Linked DNA regions of Mus musculus: region 1 is linked to region 2. Evidence: chromatin contacts called from public HiChIP or PLAC-seq data. All regions are on one chromosome and are shown on one strand. The core of a region is the stretch at or near the end of the contact, and the rest is flanking DNA. Distances in the headings are between cores, read along the strand shown.

What was found. HiChIP or PLAC-seq counts read pairs in DNA pulled down with a chosen protein or histone mark.
Region 1: a contact with region 2 is called in a FOXA1 HiChIP or PLAC-seq map of pancreatic cancer cells. The contact joins two enhancer-like sites. A contact is called at or near these places in 2 of 484 Hi-C or Micro-C datasets (bone marrow-derived macrophages and gonadal supporting cells), 3 of 115 datasets of contacts at active chromatin or transcription factors (VIP interneurons, neural progenitor cells and pancreatic cancer cells) and 1 of 9 other capture datasets (embryonic stem cells).

What each region holds. Positions count from the first base shown.
Region 1 is chr15:39,814,551-39,818,874 of GRCm38.p6, forward strand. All of the region lies in intron 7 of Dpys (dihydropyrimidinase), which reads right to left. Among named protein-coding and RNA genes, the nearest start is that of Gm16291, 20 kb to the left of the region's middle. Within about 2 kb of position 2,686, at least 69 of the 459 cell types and tissues checked have an H3K27ac peak or open chromatin away from gene starts, as enhancers often do. A contact at or near this core is called in pancreatic cancer cells, where this site is marked.
Region 2 is chr15:39,550,876-39,554,863 of GRCm38.p6, forward strand. All of the region lies in intron 19 of Rims2 (regulating synaptic membrane exocytosis 2), which reads left to right. Among named protein-coding and RNA genes, the nearest start is that of Dcstamp, 190 kb to the right of the region's middle. Within about 2 kb of position 2,281, at least 6 of the 459 cell types and tissues checked have an H3K27ac peak or open chromatin away from gene starts, as enhancers often do. A contact at or near this core is called in pancreatic cancer cells, where this site is marked.

The DNA.
Region 1 (4,324 bases), core at 1,436-3,935, 260 kb after region 2:
ATTTGTGTACAGCGTCCTTATGACAGCAATGTTGCAAAACAAAAAAATAATGCTGTTCCTTTTAACCAAGTAGCACTCTCAAAGCCACAACCAGCTCAGAAAAGACAAAGTTGTTAGCTTCAAACCTTTTCAAAGAAAAGTTTTAATAAAAAGGTTTCTTCTCCCACCAGGGTATTACTACCCCAATGCCTGAATAACAGGCTGGATTTCGTGTGGATTAATAACAATAAAAAAATAACGCTCATACCTCAACATCTCTATAATTATCATCCACCAAGAAATTGTCCTGGGAGCATACACATCTGTAGTAAGAACTGTGTGGAGGATGCTCCTCCAACTGTGCAGACCCACCTGTGGGTCCCAACACCATGCTGCATCATGACAACGCAGCAAGGACATCATGGTGTAACCATCGTTTCTACGTAGGCACCTGCACAAGCCCTGAGTGCACATTGCTCTTCTCTACCACATGAACTGGGACAACTGAGCTTTGGGGCCTGGGAGAACAGTTCTTTACAGAGTCTGTCAGCACTGGTGTGAAAAGCTAATCTTTATGCTGACCAGCTTTTCAAAACAATCACAGACTGTGTGTGTGTGTGTGTGTGTGTGTGTGTGTGTGTGTGTGTGTAGTGTGTATGCTTGTGTGAGTACTTGTGTGTGTGTGTGTGTGTGTGCTTATGTGTATGGTGTGTGTGTGTGTGTGTGCTTGTGTGTGTGGTGTGTGTGTGGTGTGTAAATGCTTGTGTGTATGCTTGTGTGTGTGCTTGAGTGTGTGGAGTGTGTATGCTTGTGTGTGTGCTGTGTGCGTGGTGTGTATGTGGTGTGTGTGTGTGGTATGTGTGCTTGTGTGTGTGGTGTGTTGTGGTGTGTGTATGCTTATGTGTGTGCTTGTGTGTGGTGTGTGTGTGTGCTTCTCTCTGTGTGTGTACGCTTATGTGTGTGGTATATGTGTGGTGTGTGTGTGTGTGTGTGGTGTGTGTATGCTTGTGTGTGTGCTTGTGTGTGTGCTTGTCTGTGTTTGGTGTGTGTGTGCTTGTGTGTGTGGTGTGTGTATGCTTGTGTGTGTGGTGTGTGTATGCTTGTGTGTGTGCTTGTGTGTGTACTTAGGTGTGCTTATGTATGTGCTTGTGCATGTGTGTGTGGTGTGTGTGCACTCTCATGTGTATGCATATACTTCTTTGGAGGAAGAAGACAAGAATTACAGTTCAGAAATTAGATAGCACACAATGAGTTATCTAGTTTTCTCCAAGGAAAATGCCAAGCGGTCTCTTTGAAGCTCTCCCTGATGATATGACCCTATGTACACACCCTAAGCTTCACTGTTTGGTTCATGATGCTTTTTACTCCCTATTGCTCCATGTCCCTTAGAGAACCATCCCTCTCCTGCTCAATTTCATACAAAGGTTCCTAGGCAGAACCCAGGGGCACATTCATAATCTTCAAGTCATTACTCTTCACTGAATACAAAGTTAAATTCGTTTATCTCTATCTACACTGAGAAAAGGACGGAAATTAAGCAGGAGAGGCAGCACAATGCCTTCCAGAATGGTGAATGCAAGGTCAAAGCTTGCTGTAATTGAGTTTAAAAAAAATAATAAACCCCAAATAACTGGAAACAAAAATATGCCTCCTCTGCAGAATACAGAGCGGCTAGAAGTCTTCATCAAATGTTTCAATGCACACAGTAGTCAGCTGTGCTGGTATGCTTGAGATGCTGTGAGATGCCCTGTAGCTCATAAATACAGAAAAGGGACAGTTTCCATAGTAACTAAGTGCTCTTTAATGAATACCAAAGAACCAGAGCTCAAAGGAGAGCCTTAAATTGCCAGACCACGAGTTGCTGCTGCTCCTGCAGACCTGCAGGCAGCTCACATTCCCCTTTCTCTGATCAGAGTTTTAACAGGTTGGCCATTTTGACTGATCTCTGTTTCAACCATATGACACCTTAAAATTCTGTTTCAATATCACATGAAACCCACACTCTTGATTTCTTCTCTATAAGCTAAGTACCAGAATATTCTACCCCAAAAAAGGCCAAACAACTAGATAAAGGGCTATGTCCTTAACTCTAAAGCTTTGACCGGAGCAGTGAAGCACAGGGCACACACTTCTGTCACAAGAGATAGACACAGGCTCAATGAGCTGTCAAACTGAATACAGGGGACTCTTCATTTCCAAAGCAGAAAAAAAAAAGTTGATAATGTTCTCTTTGCACTAAATGCAGCCTTTTTTTTTTTTTAAATGTGCAATGACACAGAGGAGGTATTGCAGTTGGTTTTGCAGGGACTTTTTCTTTACAGGCTTGTTATGTCTAAGGTCATCTTTCATCAGGATTTCCTACCTTTCCCCTCATACGCCCACTCCCAGTCCTCTCTCGAGATCCATCAGCACACTGATGTCAGTGCCTCACTCTTGGAACCATGCAGCTTCTATAGATTTACAAAACAAGCAGCAGAAGGAGAAAAGTGTGGATGCCCGGCTTTTCTTTCTCCTGACCTCCTTTGGTGACATTAATGAAACCCGGTTTTAGGGCAGCAGGCTATGTGGCAAGCACACTGTTTTCTACGTGCCGTTAATAACCAACAGGAATAACAAACACACAGAAACATCTAGGTACCATGTAGCCCCCAGAGCGTTAGCAATCGCTTCCTCTCTCAGGAGGCTGCCTCCTTACATAACCAGCAGATCGGGCAGCCCAGTGCGGGTTGTGGGCGCCCCCTTCAGGATATGGGATTCAATGCACATTGCCGTCTTCTGTCATTTATGCTAAAAGCATTTGAGGAATTTTGCAGTAAAACATCTAGTGTCTAATTATATGTTAAAACAGAAATCATATATAACACTGGACTGTAACTAATGTTAAAATCACCATCGTAGGATAAATCCATTTCTTCCCTTGATTAAATAATTCTTTTCCACAAGGCTAACTTTGTGAACATTCAGCTCAGTCTATGACAGACACAATTCACATTGGAGGCCATCTGGCTGCCTTCTCTTCTTTCTTCAGGCAGCCTGGACGCCTGCTCCTCCCCCGTGCTTGAGTTTACTCTGCCTCAGCTTCAGTTCGACTCTCGGGTACGGATCCTCTGCCCACTCTCATCCCACGTGACGTGACAGTACACCTCCCTCTGGCCTCATGCAGGACCGCTCTGCTCTGAACCTCTCAAACAGTATTTTTGTTTGTTTGTTTTTTGTTTTTCGAGCCAGGGTTTCTCTGTATAGCCCTGGCTGTCCTGGAACTCACTTTGTAGACCAGGCTGTCCTCGAACTCAGAAATCCTCCTGCCTCTGTCTTCCGAGTGCTGGGATTAAAGTCGTGTGCCACCACGCCCGGCTTCATTTTTTTAAAATTTTTTATTAGGTATTTTCTTCATTTACATTTCAAATGCTATCCCAAAAGTCCCCTATACCCCTCCCCCCCCCACCCTGCTCCCCTACCCACTCACTTCCACTTCTTGGCCCTGGCGTTCCCCTGTGCTGGGGCATATAAAGTTTGCAAGACCAAGGGGCCTCTCCTCCCAATGATGGCCAACTAGGCCATCTTCTTCTACATATGCAACTAGAGACACAACAATGAGAGGTACTGGTTAGTTCACATTGTTGTTCCTCCTATAGGGTTGCAGACCCCTTCAGCTCCTTGGGTACTTTCTCTAGCTCCTCCATTGGGGGTCCTGTGTTCCATCCAATAGATGACTGTGAGCATCCACTTCTGTATTTGCCAGGCACTGGCATAGCCTCACAGGAGACAGCTATATCAGGGTCCTGTCAGCAAAATCTTGCTGGCATATGCAATAGTGTCTGGGTTTGGTGGCTGTCAAACGGTATTTTTAACACATCCCTTCTGAGAGTAAACTATCTCATCTTATATTCCCTCTCCTCTTCCTGGACCAAAGGAAGGACCAGTATAGCCTGGACTCTCAGAACCTGTCTCCAAGGCGAAACAGCCCAGAGTGCGTTTGAGAGCACAACAGGAGAGCAGTTCTCTTCACGCTCCAGCTACTTCTGCTTGAGAAACAGCTCTCAGCCTCAGAAGTCAAAGTCTGCTTCAAGAGAACGAAAGGAGTCCAGCAGGGCATCCTCTCTCACGCTTGGAAAAATCTCATTTTTACGGATACATCTCTGCATCCTGTTACTATTGAAGGATCCTGTACAATAATTAAGAGCAAACTTTATATGCCCCAGTACAGGGGAACGCCAGGGCCAAAAAGGGGGAGGGGGGGTAGGGGGTTGGGGGGTGGGTATGGGGGACCTTTGGAATAACATTGAAAATGTAAACGAGGAAAATACCTAATTAAAAAAAAAGAATTAAAAAAAAAGAGCAGAGT
Region 2 (3,988 bases), core at 1,031-3,530:
GTTCCCTACATAAGAAGTGTGCTGAGAAAGCTATTTGGTTGACTTTTTCACATTTAATACATGTTTGGAAGTGCTATAGGTTCACAGATTTTCAGTCATTCAAAATGTGTGAAAATAGCACTTTAATGATTTCTACTATGTTTGAAGATTAAACCTATCCGTCTGTAGGCATTTTTCTTGCCCTGGTTGGTTTTTTTTTTTTATGCTGTTTTTTTTTTTGTTTGTTTGTTTGTTTGTAAGTCAAGTCAATGAAACGCTGTATTGAAGTACCATATATACTATTTATGTCTTAGTTATATTCCATACTCCTGAGATTTTACTAATTACTGTGGCTATTGTGTAAGTTCTACTTTAGCTTTATATGATATGAGTGATGGTTTCTTCCCAATATCAACATTTCCACAGCACAATATTTGTGGAATTTTCATCTTAGATGTAGATAAGAATTTTTCTTTGATTTACCTTTGGAATTATGATTTATAAATTTATCTGAATTTTATTTTTTACTTTAATAAATTTTATACATACAATTTTCTTGGGTATTTTTCATATTTTATATTTTTTATTCTTGAATACCTTGACATTTCTTGAAAGAAGATATGATTTATTTGATCTAAAGCATAATTCTAAATTAATCTTATAATTTATACTTTGTCCTTTAAATCTGGAAAGATTAATCAGGATTCTATTTTTAGTTACTTTTACATATTTTCTGATTATAGATTGTGATAGAGAAAAATATGTGTAAGTCAAAGTAATATTTAATAAGATGCAGATTAACAGATGAGCTTTAGATTTAAGTCCTAGTAGCACACTTAGAAATAAATATGGCCATCACCTGACCTTCATGTGACCAGTTTCAGGGCCTCCCACAGGCAGCAGAGCCATTTTCTCCTGCCTTGTCTCCAAGCCATCCTGCCTGTGAATGTGCTCATCCAGGCGTTTTTGGAACATCCATCTTCTTTTATAGCTGTCATTGTCAATCTCTCACCTCACAAATTCCCATACTAGTGTGAGCTGAATGCCCTAAGGAACTTAAACTCGTCATGTTTCTACTTCATTGTATCCCAAGTATTTGAAAGATTACTACATAGTGATAAACTAGTGCTTATGATTTTTCTAAATTCATATTTCATTGTGATTTGTGAAAATAACTTGTTCCGTGTGTTATAGTGAACAGAAAAAGGCAATGAACTTTATAAGATCTTTGTATTTGCTACGTCCAAAACAAAATCTATCCGTAACTGACAGAAGTTACCACTTATGGTAAAGGGTACATTTTGCTATCTGTGATCGCTCTTAACTAGTTATGGGTAAATTAAAATTCCGGTTTACTAATATTAGGTGGTAGCTGGTTGTTGCCTGAAAGAGGAATTCACTCTTAATTACCATTGACAGCACTGAGGACATAGTAACTTGTGACATGGTAACAGTCAAATGCAAGCTAGAGAATGGGAGGTTTGGAGGGGAGACACAAAACTTTTTTAAAGTTGACTTCATTCTTAAGAATTTCTCACATGTATACAATTAAATATAATTATAACCTTCATTTTCCTCTCCATCTTACCTTATACCCCTTCCCAACTTCATTCGGGTGGCAGAGGACTCATTAAGTCCACTGGAGTATGGGAAACTACAAGTTGACACATAGCTGCTTTTAAGGCTCAGTGGAGTCTGCTCTTCATTACAATACCATGAATACCATGTACAAAAGAGTTGTGGGGTTTTGTTTGTTTGTTTGTTTGTTTTACAAATTGTGGCATGATATAGACATGATTGCTGAAGTATGATTTATGCTTTTGAGTGTTTCTTTTTAAGTGATAGTGTTTTAACACTTACTATATAATATAATCATAAGGAAGGCAAGAAAGCAGGCCACCGAGCTGATATAACTGCATTTATACTTGGAGTGTTTCTGATTTGCTTGAGTCTGTCTGCTACAGTTATATTTTATATATACTTTCGAGCTGTATCACTGTATCATAGTTACATGAATAATGAAAATGATTTAATGGATACTTTGTTGTACTAAGATGGTGGTCAAGATGTATCCTCTTGATTCCTGTTACAAACAATATAAAATTTGTATTGTCTAAGATTTATAAAATGTCTGTGTCTAAGAATGTAGGTCCTGATCTATCACCTATAAACCTGAAATCATTCTAGGTTTCTTGACCATTGGAATGAGGTGGTTTTTCTTAAGAATGTTTACAATGAACTGTTTGGGTCTCAGTGAGAGCACTGGCTCTTGGTCTTCCTGCCTGTGTGACTCACTGTCTCTCATGGCTGTGGCTCAGAGAGCAGTGAGGGGAAACCTGTTGTTCTGATGCTGATCCTGCTGCTGTATTTGTTCTGTGACTAAGTTCGCTTGAATTCTCTATGCTTCCACTATTTACTATAATAATGAGTGAAATTGAGACGAAATTATCATTTAAAAAGCAGTATATAATATGGAAACCATATAAATTAACCCAGTGTACAGTGTAAAATACTGGACAGGAAAGCAAGCTTCATTAATTGCAATCTGTGTTTTCTGGAAAAAACAAAACAAAACAAAACAAAAACCAATATTCTCTTGGAGAAGCTGCAAGTACCTATAAACAATTGTTTTCTTCCCCATTCTTCCCAGTTTACTTCTACCATGTTATGAAACTGTTTTAGCACTGTGCTAAATGTTTATATATGAAAATGTCATATCAAAGAATAATAATGTGACAGAATTCCGTATGAGCCTTTGTTATTAATGTATCTAATTTTTAAATTATCTTCTTCATAGTATGGGTGTAATGAGAGTGAAAAAGGAAATACAGCTTGTAACTTTTTTATACACATGAGTACATTTGAGAAGGGCACAAAATCTATGTCTTGTGTTCAATCATATTAGGGGCCTCCAGTTAGAAATGCAGTTGTGAGGAGTATCTTATTTTGATATGTGAAAATATGCTTACATAATAAAAAAACAACATTGCTATGGTATCAAAATATCATTCCTTTTCCAGTTATTTTAGCTTTCATCCTTTTCTAAGATATTTTAATCCTTTTCTTTTAATAGACTTTGTTTTTTTGACATTCATAAAAGAAACATTTGTTGTAAGAATTAATTGTGTCAGGACTTACAGTTCTAATATATTTGCATTCCAACATGTTTTTTTTCCTCAAAAATAATTCAAAGACTATAATTTACTTAGTCAAGAACTGAATGTGGTATTTACGAATTTTGTGTATTTGATTCAGAAGATTTCAATATGACTTTGTGTTATAAAATCTCCCTATGTCAATTGAGCTCAGACTGCTTCACCAATATGTTAAAAGACTTTCTTTGAAAGCTTTATTTAATTGGCTTTGTTTTCTTGATTTCAAGTTACTGTGTAAAAAGCTTTTCAACTTCTCAAATAGTAGTTAGAAAAGTATTATTATCCAAATGTATGCCATATCTATTCTAGTCAATGGTGATTTCCAAAGGTAAATCTTAAAAAGATACTGTAGTAACAATATATAATGTGGTATTTGTAAGAATTATCTGAGTAAATGTTTACTATAAATAAACATGATAAACATTTGTCAAAATCAAATGACAATTTTAACTTTCAGTGACAAACTACAACCTCATATTTCATGTACTATTCTTATAATGAGTTGTATTGTATTTTACTATTTTTTATTTTTTTATTTAAACATTTAACTAGGGTGGAGTGATTTAATGAAATATTGGCCTGACAGATGAACTTTTTTTTCTGATTAAATGGAGAAATACCACAGTGTGAGTGGGACCCAGCTCTTTTTAATGATGACTCAATTAAATTCTTTCTTCAGATACTTAGATGTTGGAAGCATTTGCATGTTTTAATTTGACTGAGTAATGTCTTGAAAAATGTGGTCATACCAATCATATTGGTTTTACTAATGGTATTTTATTTTAGTGTCGGTATTCAAGATTGGCTGAGCTTTTTTAGATTCACTTCTATGCACTAACCTTATTTTTCTCATT